Linked DNA regions of Sus scrofa: region 1 is linked to region 2. A link is a contact called in public HiChIP or PLAC-seq data. All regions are on one chromosome and are shown on one strand. Each heading gives the region's core, a stretch centred on a gene start, on an enhancer-like site or on the middle of the called end of the contact. The rest is flanking DNA. Distances are from core to core; before and after follow the strand shown.

Region 1 (4,401 bases), core at 795-3,294, 210 kb after region 2:
TCAGTTGGCACCAGGGGCACTCTGATTACCAAGACAGACATTGTTCTTGTTGCCACAGAGCTCACAACGCAGAGTAGGAGATAGATATTAAATAAGAAACTGCAGGGGAAAATGGGCAGATTTCATCTCCCATTGGTTCTTCATTTCTCTTCCTTTGTTACTCCACGGATATTGTTACTTTTTCTCCCTCCTTTCTGCCCCAACTCCCAGTTGCCATGTATCCAGACTTTCCTTCCTCCCTGGTGCCAATATCCCATGGTGGACGCCTCTATCTCACTTTGCCTTGCGGATGATTATTCTGTTTGGTCCAGCTTACTGCCAGCCAGAAAGCCCATGGCTCGTGGCCCATTTTTCTCTGCTATGAGCCTTAGGGTCATTCCAAGTACAAAGGATCAGGAACAGTGACAAGAACAGGAAACAGCCTTTGACCAACCTCAGCGCATCCATTAACTAATTCATTTATTCCTTCACATTCATATTCATTACATAGCTGCTATCTGCCAGGAACTCAGGTAGAGGAAGGAAAAACCGTTTCTGCAGAATAAGAAAACAAAGAAACTATACATTTACCAAGGCAAGCAGCCATGGGATTGGGCAGCATAAAAGTCACTGGTGCCTTTACCAAGAATAATTTCAGTGACGTGGAGCGATGAGAAGCCAGGCGGTGTGGACTGAGGAGGAAAGGGAGGTGAGGAAGTAAGTAACAGTCTGAGTTTGGAAACAATTCTTTTGGGATTCCTAGCTATCAAGAGGCAGACATGGGTAGGATGGCATTGGAGAGCGAGATCAGAGAAGAACAATGTTTACCTTTTTTTTTAAGATGAGAAGCCCTAAAAGCATAATTATATTTACAGATCTATTAGAGCACAGAGAAGAAAGCAGATCACTCTGCTCGGGTAAGCAGAAAAAGTTTTACGCAAGGAGATAATGTTAAGCTCAGTCTTAAGAAAGAGTAAAACTTTTCCAAAGGAAGAAGGCCTTGCATGCAAAAGGAGCTTGTTAGCCAACACACAACGGCGTGTTTGGAACATGGTCAGCAGCTCACTGCATGGAAAATTTTACTTCTGGACCCTGTTAGAAGGAAGGAAAACCCATCCAAGACCTTTCTCTACCTTTTATCTTTGCTTTCAGTTTTGTCTTTAAAATAATTGGCTAGGTCAGATTAAGTCTCTTCCAGTAGTAAAATCCATAGCTAACAGTGATTTGCCTTAACTGTTTTGTTAGAATGATAGCCATACTCCCCCCAGGGAATATCCCACCATGGCTTTTTCCTAAAATTATGCTTTATGGTGTGAAGCTTTCCCGGAGGCTGGAGGCTCAGCCGAAAGTAGCCCACTTAGGGAAAAAAAAAAATCATGAAATATTTTTGAAGTCTTATTGTGTTTTGCCTTAAAAGTTCATGTGCATCCTATTCCTTAATACATTTGACACGGTGGCTACTAACGTGTGTTATTATTTACTAACACCCCAGGAAGATAGGCCAGCTTCACCCTTTAGATTTAAGTATTTCTACACATAAACTCCGAGCAAGGCAGAACGTCCCTGTCTGGCTTCCATTCCCTAGACTTTTTTCCTTGCCCACTCCCTGCCGGCTTCATAGAAGTAGAGAGTCTGAGCGCCAGCTCTTTGCACGAGTGAAATATGATGGAACCTGGGGATACAGAGGAAGGGAGCTTTAAGAGTACCTTAACTGAGTTAATGGATCTTTATAAATATCCTGGGCCAGAGGGAATCAAGTAATTGCATTATGAGCCTTAGGATCTTAGCTATTCATGTATCATATTATTCACATCCACTTGGGTGTATGAATTTTCTTTATGGAAGAGTATGAGATATAAAATCCACATAAAGTTGCCTGAAAGGAAAAAAAAAAAAAAAAAAGACACACATTAATTGGATTCTTGGCAAAAGGCTGAAAAAATGTCCCAGACGGATGGAGCAAGTTATTTTTAGACAACGTTGCCCTAAAATATGTTGGTGCCTCTGTGAATGAGTTCATAACACATGCTAAAAACTCCTTTGGCCTGATCCTTTAAAAAAAAAAATAAACCTCCATTTTCCCTTTTTATTACATAATAAAATAAAATGAGCCGTCTCCCAGTGCCGTCTCCTGGAAGCATTCCTCTGTTGAAATTTCTTTTTATCTGCGTCCACCTTCATGTTTCCCTTCATATGAGCCCCCCTCCCCCTTTTTTTTATGTGCCCTACTTTCGTAACCTAAAGACATTAATAGAAATTTAAGTTCTTTCCATCATTCATTTAGTATTTTAGTTGTCCCCATTTTTCACCCATGAGCTCACCCTAATGACTCATCAGATTTCCTGCACTTCAGCCCTCTGCTCTTTTTCTAATGAAAAAGTTGGGGACTAACACTTTATATGGCATTGTCCGGGGAAGATTAAGCCCCTGGTAGTTACGGAGATTTGGCTCTGTGATAAGAGATCCGCCAATGATTAGAAGACCTCACCTACTTGCTCTTAAAATGGAATTCGTCCAGATGGTGCCAATGGGAATTAAAGGACTGCATGGTCCCAGAGCAAACACAATGCCTGTCTTCTGGATGCTCTTAATCTCAGAGGTAAATGAGGGAAATAGGGCTTTCTGAGGCCTGGCCACACATTCCCTTGGTGATTAGAGTACCAAATACTCATGATTTAAAGTGACTAGTTATCAGATACTAGAAACATCTTCTAAATCATTAAAGGATTTAAAGCTCTGCTTGATGGTCCCATGTTATTGAAATTAAAGAGTTTTAAAGTTATCTATTCTATTGCTGAGGCTGCATCTACAGAGGCTTTCAATAATCTTGGACATAGAGGTCATTGGAAGGAGATACATTTATTCTAGAAAGCACAAAAATGGATATGGATATGTTTCCTTAGAGAATCCTGTTTACTTTGCTTACAGAACCGCTACTGAGTACATCTTGGTCAAATTTCAGAAACGCTATGCAAACAGGTGTACTTACAGCGCTTCCTTCTTTATGTTTCTAGCAGCCTAGAGTTGGACATCAGAGTTAAAATAGAGTCTTGCTTTTAAGGGCTAGGAAAATCCAGAGCCCCTCTGCACCCACATGATCTTGCCCCTTAAATTATTCCCTATAAAACTTTCTGATGACAGAGACAATACATTTCCAGTCTTTAGGTGCAAGCTCAAATCTCTGATAAAATGCACATAGTCTAGTGGAAACTTTTATTTTTTTTTTAGGGCCGCACCTGCGGCATATGGAAGTTTCCAGGCTAGGGGTCAAATCAGAACTGCAGCTGCTGGACTGCACCACAGCCATAGTCACTCTGGATCTGAGCCAGGTCTGTGACCTACACCTCAGCTCAGGGCAATACGGGATCCTTAACCCTCTGACCTAGGCTAGGGATCGAATTTGCATCTTCATGAATACTAGTCAGGTTTGTAACCTGCTAAGCCACAACAGGAATTCCCAAACCATTCCTTATATTGTTATCTTTCATTTTGACTTGAATGTAAATGAAGGTTCTGAGAGATTATAACTTTGAGTGGAGAGGAGAGCTGGGGTCACTGAGTTGCTGTCGCGTGATAATGAGGAAAGATAGGACAAGAGTGGAAATGAATCAATTCTGGACTTGGCTTAATTCAACACAGTTGTGCATGGGATGGCCTTGCTCTCAGTCATGAAACTCGAGCAAATCCTTCAAAAGGAGGAGCTTCCCAACTGTGAGCGCTTTTTTTTGGAACTAGGAGTGGCAGATACAATGTCCTGGAATCTAGGATCTGCTCCCTTCTCTGGAGGCCCTGTCTGTGGGCATCATCAATCTATGTCCATGTGGGCGAAGAGAAATGACTTCTTTTCAGAAATCTGAGGTATTTGTATTTCATTTTGGAAGCAGAGTGATGCAAAAACTTCCAGTCAAGTCATAGAGTTTGCATGTAGAGTTTTCTTAAGATGTCTTGTCTGGTTTTGCTATCAGGGTAATATTGGGCTTTGGTGCAACGAGCTGGAAAGTGTCCCCTTCTCTTTTCTTTTTTTGGGGAAAGTGTATGGAAGATAGGGATTCTTTAAACATTAGTAGCATGCACTAGCGATACCACTGGATCTGGGTTTTTCTTTATGGAAAGTTTTTTGATTACTACATTGTAGAGAAAAAGAAAGTAGATTCGTGGTTTTCTGATGACCACCAGGTAATGGCTGACTGCCTAGTAACTGCTAAGGGGCTGAGGGTTTCTTTTTTTTAGAGTGATGAAAATATTCTAAGATTAGATTGTGGTGATGGTTGCACAACTGTGTGAATATATTAAAAACACTGAGTTGTTCACTTGGAGTAAGTGAACTCTACCGGAGGTGATTTATATTTTAGTAAAGCTGTTTCAAAAACAGGTATTAACTTGCTTCACTTAGAATAATACTAAGTCAGACAGAGAAAGGCA
Region 2 (3,981 bases), core at 232-2,731:
CATCCTCTAAATTAAAGCAGTGAGGTATTGGCTCAGGAAAAGACTTATAAACTAATGGATCAGAATAGAATATACATAAGGAAAATCTAGTATATGACAAAAGAAGCATTGAAATCAGAGGGGAAAATGAACTTTAAATCATATTGGGCCAAATAGATAGAAGAAAAAAAAAAAGCAACAGATCTTTTTCTCACAGTGTACTCTGGGAGAAATTATAAATGCATTGGAGGTCTAAACGAAAATTAAACAAAAACAGAAACACATACAAACACAAGAAGAAATCATGGGTAAATCTTATATTTATAATCCCAGAGTGGAAATTTCTAACTATTAAAAAAAAAATCTGGACAATGAAAGAAATTTGACAACATTGCAAACAACAAAATAAGTCATAAGATAATTACGAATTGGGAAAAAATGTGTAATTTACATCACACAGTACTCATATAATTAATGTAATAAGGGTTTCCTAAAAATTGAGAAGGAGGACTCATAATCTGATTTTTAAAAATAAGCAAAGGTATGACTAGAGAGTTCAAAGGCCACTAGGAGCCCTCATTCACAATAACAGAAATGCACATCAGCCCTACGAGATTCTGTCTCCCATCTATCAGATTGAAGAGATCTCCAAAGCTTGACAATGCAAATTTTGGCAAGACTTTGTGAAAACACGTATTTTTTTACACTGCAAGCGGGGACCCAAAATGGTACAATTTCCGTGAAATGAAATTGGCACTATCTAGCAAAATTGCATATGCATTCACTCTTTTATCCAGCAATGATACTTCCAGGATTTTATCTCAAATGGTCCACTGTAAACATATGAAGCCATATGCAGAAGGCTGTTCACCATGGCTTCGTATGTTACAGCAAAAGGGGGGAATGACCCAAATCTTTCTCAGTAGAGAGTCAGTTGAAGAAGCTCTAGTATCTCCAGGAAATGACGTTCTTTGAAGTTGTCAAAAGAAACAAAGAGACAACTCTCACTTCCAGGTATGATGGAGCAGTTACCAGGAAATTGCTGCTCCCACTGAGAACAACTGGAAAAGATGGATACAGTGAAAACTCATCTGTTTGAAGTTTTTGGAGAGTGGCTGCAATAACCTGGCGTTGATGGGTCCAGAGACCAGAGAAGGGAATCTCACTGAAGTGAGCCCAACGTTCTGAAAGCTGCTTTTCTCCTCTTGGCATTTAGCAATTCCTGGCTTCTAGAAAGAGCCTGAGAGGCTAAGGAGAAGCCGGGAAGCTTGGAGCGCTCAGCAGTCTGAGAGGTCTGAGGAAACAAGACCTGGAGCATGAGGCTCCCAGATCAGCCAGGATTCAAGAAGCTAAGATTCCAGAAAAAAAAAAAAAAAAAAAAAAGAAGGGAGGTACAGAGATGTCAGCCTGATATTTGATGGTTTTCTCTTTAAAGTACTCGGTGAATCTTAGTCACATAAAGGGAAAGGCTAGGAAGCCAAGAAAAGCAGCTGGAAAACAGAGTGGAATTTTTGGCACTCTGATGTTGTGCAGCTAAAATCTGGAAATCAGGAACTGAGCAGGAGGCTGCACTCTGTAAATGCCGTAGGCTTTCAGTTGGGACCCTTCAGAGGGGGTCCGTTAGAGTAAATCCAGCCTCACCACAACTCAGCCTTGAATAACCTTAGTCCCTGATTGGATAGTTGCCTGGCAGACATAGACTGAATCGCTCTGGAGGAAAGTAACTTCACCAGATCCCTCTTTCAGGCACAGGAATCAGCAGCATTCAATCCCAAATCCCTAGGATCCAAGAAAGAGAGCCAAGAGAAAAAAAGCCTACTAGAAATACACTCACAGGTGTCCCGGATTATTGCAGTCATCAGTCACAGATTTAAAAATAATTGTCATTCATGTGATCATGAAAATAAATGAGAAGTTTTCCTAGGGAACTGGAATCCATGTCTTCCAAAGAGCAAACAGAAATTCTAGAACTGAAAACTATATAGTCATTAAAATTTGGGCTCAAAACGAGTTTAACAGCAAATTGGACACAGCTGAAGAGAGGACGGGTGAGCTGGAGAGAGGGCAGTAGAAATATATCCTGACTGCAGTACAGAAGACAAAAAGGATGGGAAATACAGAAATGCGTAAGAGACGTGTGACGTGGTCTATTACGTGAGACATTTTAACACATGTAATTGGAGTTCAAGAAGAGAAGCAAGAAAGGATGTAGCCAAAGCAATATTTGTGGAGATAATAACCCAAAATTTTCCAAAAGGGATAAAAATTTTGAGTCAGAGAGACAAAAATTACTCAGAACCCCAAGCAGGATAAAGGCAACAATACACTACACGTTGGCAATAAAACAAAATCAAAAGAGAAAGTCATAATAGCAAGTAGAGAGAAAAAAAAAGATGCATTATTTCCAAAGAGCAAAAATAAGGCTAAATGCTAAGTCTCAACAGAAATTATGGAAACCACATAATGAAATGACACCTTTAAAAGGCTGAAAGTAAATAACAACCAGTTTAGAAATCTGTACTTGGAGTTCCCCTTGTGGCTCAGTGGTAATAAACCTGACCAGTATCCATGAGGATGCGGGTTTGATCCCTGGCCTCGCTCAGTGGGCTGGGGGTCCGGAGTTGCCGTGAGCTGTGGTGTAGGTCGGAGACATGGCTCAGATCCTGCATTGCTGCAGCTCTGGTAGGCTGGCAGCTGTAGCTCCAATTCGACCCCTAGTCTGGGAACCTCCATATGCTGCAGGTGCAGCCAAGAAAGAAAGAAAGAGAGCAAGAAAGAAAGGCGAGAGAGAGAAAGAAAGAAAGAAATCTGTATGGGTGAAAATATCCTTCTAAAGTGGAGGCAAAATAAAGATATTTTCAGAAAAACAAACACTGAGGTTGCATATCACATATGTCACCAGTAGCATTGTTTGTATCTTTCTTGACAGAACTCTCTTTAAAATCCATCTAGAATCCAGTGTCTGATTGGGTGGGTATTTCTTTGTAAATTTTCCAGTTTTTTCCCCTAGGGATTCTCTCCCATACAGGATTCTATTCTTCCTGATTTTGCTGTATTTAAATTTTGCAGGAACTGTCCTACTTCATTGAGATTTTCAAGCACATTAACAGAATTGTACATAGTAGTCTTTCTGCCATACTATGATAATTACTCTTTTCATTTCTGTTACAGACTCATGGGTTTTTTTTTGTTTTTTGTTTTTGTTTTTTCTGTTCCTCCCTGCGCACAGTTGCATGGATTTGTCTTTTTTTGTTGGACTTTTAAAAAGCAAAAAGCTTGCTTTCTAATTATTTTTGCTTTTATCTCTACTGATCCTTTTTTTGCAGTTCATTTTGATTTATTGGTTTGTATCATTTTTGAGTGAAAATTAGTTTATTTAGGTTAGCCCCTTAATTTCCAGTTAATTTTTTGATGTCCTTTAAATGTGAACATGAAGATAGATAACTTCTCAAGAGAACTGAAAACATTAATTCCAAACTCCAACTACGGTTCTGTATGACTTGTGATCTCATATCTAAGGAATCAGTCTGAGTTTTCACATGAAAATATAAAATTAGATACACAAGAGAGAAAAGAATATTCTCTTATAAACTTACAATCTTTCTATGAAAATGTTAAGCTCTGCGAATGACTGTTTCTCTTTTTTAAATTCCTACTTGACCCAAGGATTATCCAAATTCCCATTTCCTAAAACTGCTATTCAAAAAAGGGACATTTTTTCCTTCTTGAACAAGGAATATCTTTCCTTGAAAAATGTCACCCCCCACTTAAACAAAATCTTTATTATTAATATTATTGGATGGGTCTCATTCCTTTTTGACCAACCAGTTCTCCAACCTTAACCAACTTTGTTCAGAAACGTTTACAACTTTTTTTTATAATGTGGAAAAATGATTCATTCTAATTGAAGAGAGCCTGCTCAGAATTTCCAAAATGAAATCTGAGCTTACACAAAGAAAGCCTCAGACAGAAAGAGTAATTTTTCATAAACTACTGAGAATG

The links. HiChIP or PLAC-seq counts read pairs in DNA pulled down with a chosen protein or histone mark.
Region 1: a contact with region 2 is called in an H3K27ac HiChIP or PLAC-seq map of skeletal muscle, with 4 times the contacts expected there. The contact joins two enhancer-like sites. A contact is called at or near these places in 1 of 47 Hi-C or Micro-C datasets (embryonic fibroblasts) and 1 of 2 datasets of contacts at active chromatin or transcription factors (skeletal muscle).

The regions. Positions count from the first base shown.
Region 1 is chr7:8,001,282-8,005,682 of Sscrofa11.1, forward strand. All of the region lies in intron 2 of NEDD9 (enhancer of filamentation 1), which reads right to left. Among named protein-coding and RNA genes, the nearest start is that of NEDD9, 90 kb to the right of the region's middle. Within about 2 kb of position 2,045, at least 16 of the 83 cell types and tissues checked have an H3K27ac peak or open chromatin away from gene starts, as enhancers often do. A contact at or near this core is called in skeletal muscle, where this site is marked.
Region 2 is chr7:7,791,335-7,795,315 of Sscrofa11.1, forward strand. No RefSeq gene overlaps it. Among named protein-coding and RNA genes, the nearest start is that of SMIM13, 19 kb to the left of the region's middle. Within about 2 kb of position 1,482, at least 4 of the 83 cell types and tissues checked have an H3K27ac peak or open chromatin away from gene starts, as enhancers often do. A contact at or near this core is called in skeletal muscle, where this site is marked.